Regions from separate parts of the Sus scrofa genome. Here region 2 is linked to region 1. The links are chromatin contacts, called in public Hi-C maps. All regions are on one chromosome and are shown on one strand. The core of a region is the stretch at or near the end of the contact, and the rest is flanking DNA. Distances in the headings are between cores, read along the strand shown. Region 1 overlaps RBKS (ribokinase). Region 2 has its middle 34 kb from the start of SUPT7L.

Region 1 (2,783 bases), core at 58-2,557:
TGAAGCCAGGGGAAGGGGCATGGAGGGAACACACAGCTGGTATTCAGTTCTGCCTTCTCCCCTTTTGTTCGCCGTGTCACCTGTCAGGATGGTCAGCCGTCCATGAAGCCCCTCCGTACACAGCTGGGGAAAATGTTTTTCTCGCGTGGGTAGATGTGTTCTCCTCTGGGACAAGGCAGTAGATGGTGTGGACTCAGACGGACCTGACTTTAAGCCCCGATTGCACCATCTCGGCAAGTGACTCAACCTCTCTGGTGACTATTTACCTGTGACGTGGGAATCGACCCCATAGGGCTGCTCTGAGTACGGAATTGGGTAATGTACGTGAAAAGGCCCAGCACACGCCTGCAGCAGAGCAGGTGGCGGCAAAGATGGGGACGACTGAATGGTTTATTCTCAGAGACCCCTTAACCGCCTGCCCCATGGTCACCATCCCGCGGATCCTCGGGCCAGGGGTTTGTGCTGTGCTGTGCTGGCTTTGTGTTCCCAGCTCAGAGGAGCAGAGGGACGCTCTCACAGTCAGGAAGGCAGGAGGGGCAGAAGCGTGTCCTGGAGCTCTTGATTACAGGGAGGCCAGGCTCCAGAGCATCCCAGCACTCTGACCATCTGTCGGTGCTGGCTGGGGTCTCTGAAATGCATTTCTCTGTGTGGGCAGGGGAGATACTTTATGAGACCTTGAGAGGGTCTGTGAGCAGGAGAGTAAAGAAATGTAAAGGGAAGAGTACCAAGGTCATTGCAAGACCAGGGAACCCGGTAAATCTCCTGCTTTCATTTGGGTGGAGGGACAGAGGGAGAGGTTTCTGGAGACGTCTGAGCTGGGAAGGGCCGGCCGACAGCCCGGGCAGGAGGTGACCTGCTGGCAGGGAAGGCTGTGTGCCTCCCTTTGCGCTGCTGTTTTCCATCACAGCACCGGCCACCGGACAGAGGGCTCCTTCATTCTTGGGTATGGGGGAGGATGCAGATCTGTCCAATTAAAGTTTCATCGGAGGGCAATTAGGAAAAAAAAAAAATCTCTTAAAAGGCTCCTTAGGACGGGTGGGTGGTGAGTAATGAAAAAACGGTGTTTGAGCAACACCAAAATTGGGCCTCTTGCCACAGGGAACTGCCAGTGGCCCCATCGGGGTCTTCGGTGCATTAAGAAGCCCTAAGCAGCGACCTCCAAAGTGCCAGGCTCACTAGGCAGGTGTTGGTAGCTCCCTGCTCTCTTTCCACTGAGCCAGAAATTCCTACATCTCCCAGCCAGTTCCCTTCCTGTTTACCTCAATCTCCGTCGCCTTGGCCACCAGTGAGCAGCGGGCAACCCCCAAACCCTGGAGCGAGGATCTGAACAAGGAGATTAGAGCTGGCCCGGCCCGGCCTGTCTGCCCACGGCAGGAAAGGGCAAAGGTTCTTTCCTGGGCAGACAAAACGGAGCAGTCTGTCTGATAAACACTGCAGGAGATAGATGCTGCTTACACAAGAGCCCTGTTTTCACAGCTCGAATCTGAGGATTTCTATCTTCTCTTATCAGCGAGTATTCACATCATAAGAATGAGATCATACCCTTTCTAACCTCAACCTTCCAACTTCCGTGACCAGATCAGTTTAGGAGCATCTTGGTGGACAGTGGGAATCCAGTTTTCTTATCATTATTGTGTAAGTGCTGCTGCTTGTTATTCTAAATAAATCAGGAGGGAACATGGACTAATCATTATGTCATAAATGTCCATGACTTTGCCTTCAACTATTAGCCGTCTTAATTTACTACAATTAAATTTCAATGATTCGAGGGAGATAGTCTACTTTTTAAATACCCTGATTAAAAGAAAGCAAATAGTTTCTGCCTTAAAATATTTCAAATGATCATTGTTTCATATTGATCAAGTGTGAGACCACATGTAGCAGAATTTTGATGCGATTTTTTAGTAGAACACAATTTATCAACAATCTGACTTAAAAAAAAAAGCTTGATTGAGATAGAATTCACATACCAAATAACCTGCTCATTTAAAGTATACAATTCAATGTGCTTTAATATATTCAAAGGGCTGAGCAACCACCACCTCAGTCTCATTTTAGGAAATTTCATCCCCCACAAAAGAAACCTTGGACCCATTAACTGAGTCACTCCTCATTCTTTCCTACTCCCCCCAGGCATAGGAACCACTAATACACTTTCTGTCCTTATAGATTTATTAAATAGGCACAAATTTTGAGCAAAATCATTTCTTATTCTGCTTGTTTGTCTTTTTTTGGGGGGGTGCACCCATGGCCTAGGGAGGTTCCCAGGCTAGGGGTGGAATCGGAGCTGTAGCCTCCGGCCTACACCACAGCCACAGCAATCCCAGATCCCAGCCACATCTGCAAACTACACCACAGCTCATGGCAAGGCTGGATCCTTAACCCACTGAGCGAGGCCAGGGTTTGAACCTGTGACCTCATGGATGCCAGTCAGATTCATTTCCGCTGAGCCACGACAGGAACTCCTTCTATTCTAATTTCATAATTAACCAACAGCTTATTTTCCCATAATTAACCAATAATTTAGTCACAATTTACCCATGAGATTCATATCGAATCTCTGGGTTTTAGCTGCCGTTTTGTGTGAGAAGTGACGTTGATGTCGGCCCAGTGGGAACCGTTCTGTGGTACTAACACTGCATTCCCAATAAGCACCAAGGCAACAGATTTAGCTTCCTTCCTGCCCAGATATGTTCCCTCAACAGTCTGTAAAGTTTTAAAGTTAAATTATACATGCACCGGCAGCTTGGTGTTTAAGAATTCCTATGGCAAAGTTGTTTATA
Region 2 (3,136 bases), core at 106-2,605, 91 kb before region 1:
TGAATTACCCTAAAGTACATCACTGGGCAGAATCCTTTGCTTTGAAATCTCAGAATGTTCTCCATTATCCAAAGCATTAAGTCCAAATTCATTTGCGGCTTTAAAGTCCCTTATCATAGGGTGCCTGTTTTGTTTTGTTTCTTTCTCTCTCTTATGTTAAGGCCGCACCTGCAGCATATGGAGGTTCCCAGGCTAGGGGTCTAATTGGAGCTACAGCTGCCGGCCTACACCACAGCCACAGCAATGCCAGATCCTTAGCCCACTGAGCGAGGCCAGGGATTGAACCCACATCCTCATAGATACTAGTTCGGTTCGTTTCTGCTGAGCCACAGCAGGAACTCCAGGGCTCCTATACTTTCTCATCATCGTAACTCACTCCCATATGCCCTTGTCTTTTCCTTTCTGCACCTGACCAAGTACACCCAATACTCTAGTAATAATAGACTCTTTGACCCAAACACAACTTTTGCTTTTAATTCTTCCAATATTTGCCATCAAGACTTGCTGTACATGGCCTTGAACTTTGGTTTCCTGGGCTCTTAAATAGGGAAAATACCTCAGTATCGCTGTCGAGATTAAATAACTGAGCCATCTCTCAAATTTTAGCCACGCTGGACACAGTTGGCTCCCCCAAATGTAGTTATTATCAGCATCATTGTGATCTTGCTAACGTCTGCTAGGTAAGGTCCTGCTCATTTCTTTAAATGAGTCTCACTGTCTTGAGTCTCATTGTCTTCAGGAAGCTCTTGTTCCCCTGCTTGTTAGTAGGCTCTCTTTCCCCACTAGCCCTACAGCACTTTGATTTCTGGCCCTTGCTCGGATGGTCCCATATCCGTTAATTGTATGTATGCAGTGTGCTTGGGTCATTTATGTTTGCGAGCCTTATGAGCTGGGGACAGGAACCATCTCACTTTGTACGCTACCTGTTCCTCATTGCACCTCCCAGTTCACAAAATAGGTGCTCTGTTAACTGTTGCTTTACAGGGGTGAGGGTTGGAGGGCAAGTTCTAGTCCTGGACCTTTCTACCCTTGGGTTTTGGGGGCGGAGAAGGGACCTTTGAGCTGCTTTCATTTCCAGAATTTGTTCCAGACAAGCTGGACAGTCTAGGCGATAACCGTCTTAACAGGGTTAGTGCAGGCAGAGGCTTGGATTCCTATCCTACTTGGGGCAAAATCAAGCGAAACTACCCCTTCCCGTCAAGAAGCTCTGGATTCCAGCAGATGGTTTTAATTTGGGCTTTAAGTCCTCTGCTGGCTCTGGAAAATCTTGATCGTGAGGCTTGGCTCTGGTTTCCTCTGGCTGTCACGCACACCGCTTCAAAAGTCAGTGCAACTGTGGCAAGAAGTGACCACAAGAGGGCAGTAAAGACCCATCACTATGCAGCAATTTGCAGGTGGGGCTCAAAGCCAGTAGACGAGCGTTTCAAAGCAAAGCAAGAGTAACAATCAGATCCTGAACTCTCTCAAAATCAGGATTCTGAAAGGGTTTGGGGCAGCAAGCTGGGTCAGGTCACCAGTGTCTTCTCAGCCTGTTTCTGGTGCTTAGTTCCACCTGGAGAAAGTCTTTCTCTAGTTATAATGCAAATATTTTATGGAGGAGTTTAGGCATTGCCTATCTATTACTTACACACTGTCTTACAGAGAATTTTTCACACTTGTCTCCCCCCCCCGCGCTGTCTTTATTGAGGAACAATTGACAAAAATTGTATCTAATTTGATTGATATTTTGATATATCACTCATTTCCAAACTCTGAATTTTTATTTATCAGACTTAAAAGGTAAAAAGAGGAGACACTATCACCTCTGTTTAAGGAAACTGAGGCTCAGAAACCGGAAGAGACTTGCTCAAAGGCATGCCAAGTTCATGGTGGAACCACGATTCCAGATCCTCTGCTTATTCCTTCTAGTTTTCAGTAGTTTATGTTTGTAAGCTTTGCGAGTTTCTGGAGCAAAGACTACATCTGGTTCCTCTTTTTGTCTTGGAATGGTGCTCCCTTAATCTTGAGGGCTCTGAGTGGGTGTGCTGTATAAGGTTCTGCCCTTTAGGAGTTGGATTCCATGATCTCTCTCTTATCCCTCCTGATTCAGTAATTCTGTGATTTGGAGGCACAGCCCTAACAATGACAGTGGCAGCCCTGAGTGATCCTACTGGCAGAGCATTTCAACAAGGGCAGCCACTTGGCTACCAGCCTATAAAGATCTATCGTTAGCAATGCCGCGAGGGCGGGGGACATTTGGGCAGTTTCTCAAATTGCGCAGCCTTATGGGAATTGCCTTTAGGGGAGGAGAATGAAAAAATATCTAATTTTAGCAGTTACGTATAGGAATATATACTTACGTACACACATGTATATGTATGGTGTAGAATGTGGTGAAAAAAATTTTTTTTTTTTTTTTTTTGCCACACTTTTGGCATGTGGAAGTTCCGCTTCAGAGCCAGGGATCAAACCTGCGCCACAGCTATACCAGAGCCGCAGCAGTGACAATGCCAGATCCTTAACCCACTGAGCACCAGGGAGCTCCTTTCTTTTTTCTTTTTCTTTTTTTTTTTTTCCCCCCTGAGGTCAATTTTTAAAGTGAGTTTATTTGAAGAAGAACATGAAGCCAATAATGCACGGTGGCCTGCAACACGGTACCAAGTGTAAAGGAGGTGTACCAATGAGTGAAGTTGAAGGAACTGTGGTGAGGTGGGAAGGTGTTGTAACTAGAGTCACAAAACTAATCTGAAGTCTGGCTCTGTCACCCAAGCCATGTAACCCTGATTAAGTTGCTGACTATACACAAGTCTCAGTTTTCGCATCTGTAAAGTCAGAAAAGAATTCTTGCCCCCCTTAACACATGTGAGAATACATGAAAGCACACGGAAGCCTGGAGGACTGTGCAGGTGTCCACTGGAGCTAATACTCCCATTCCCACTTCCACCAGGGTCTTTCGGGACCTCTTCACCATCACAGAGGATGCCTCCCAACTAGGGTCTGTCTCCCAGATCCCCAGGACCAAATCCAGTTCAGTTTGTTGTCCACACCTGGGTCTGCCATTCTGCGAGGAGGAGGAGGAGGAGGGAGGGGCTGGAGAAACCCTGGAATGAGTCCGGGAACAAGTCCCAACACATCACTGTTTGCTTTGTCATCCTGG

The links. A called contact is a pair of places that touch in the nucleus more often than the background predicts.
Region 2: a Hi-C map of liver shows a contact between it and region 1, with 6 times the contacts expected there. A contact is called at or near these places in 1 of 5 promoter capture datasets (liver), 19 of 47 Hi-C or Micro-C datasets (blood, embryonic fibroblasts, fetal heart ventricle and 10 more) and 2 of 2 datasets of targeted methods (alveolar macrophages and skeletal muscle).

Annotation. Positions count from the first base shown.
Region 1 is chr3:111,405,570-111,408,352 of Sscrofa11.1, reverse strand. The region is part of intron 7 of RBKS (ribokinase); the gene reads right to left. Among named protein-coding and RNA genes, the nearest start is that of TRNAE-UUC, 7.1 kb to the left of the region's middle.
Region 2 is chr3:111,495,945-111,499,080 of Sscrofa11.1, reverse strand. No RefSeq gene overlaps it. Among named protein-coding and RNA genes, the nearest start is that of SUPT7L, 34 kb to the left of the region's middle.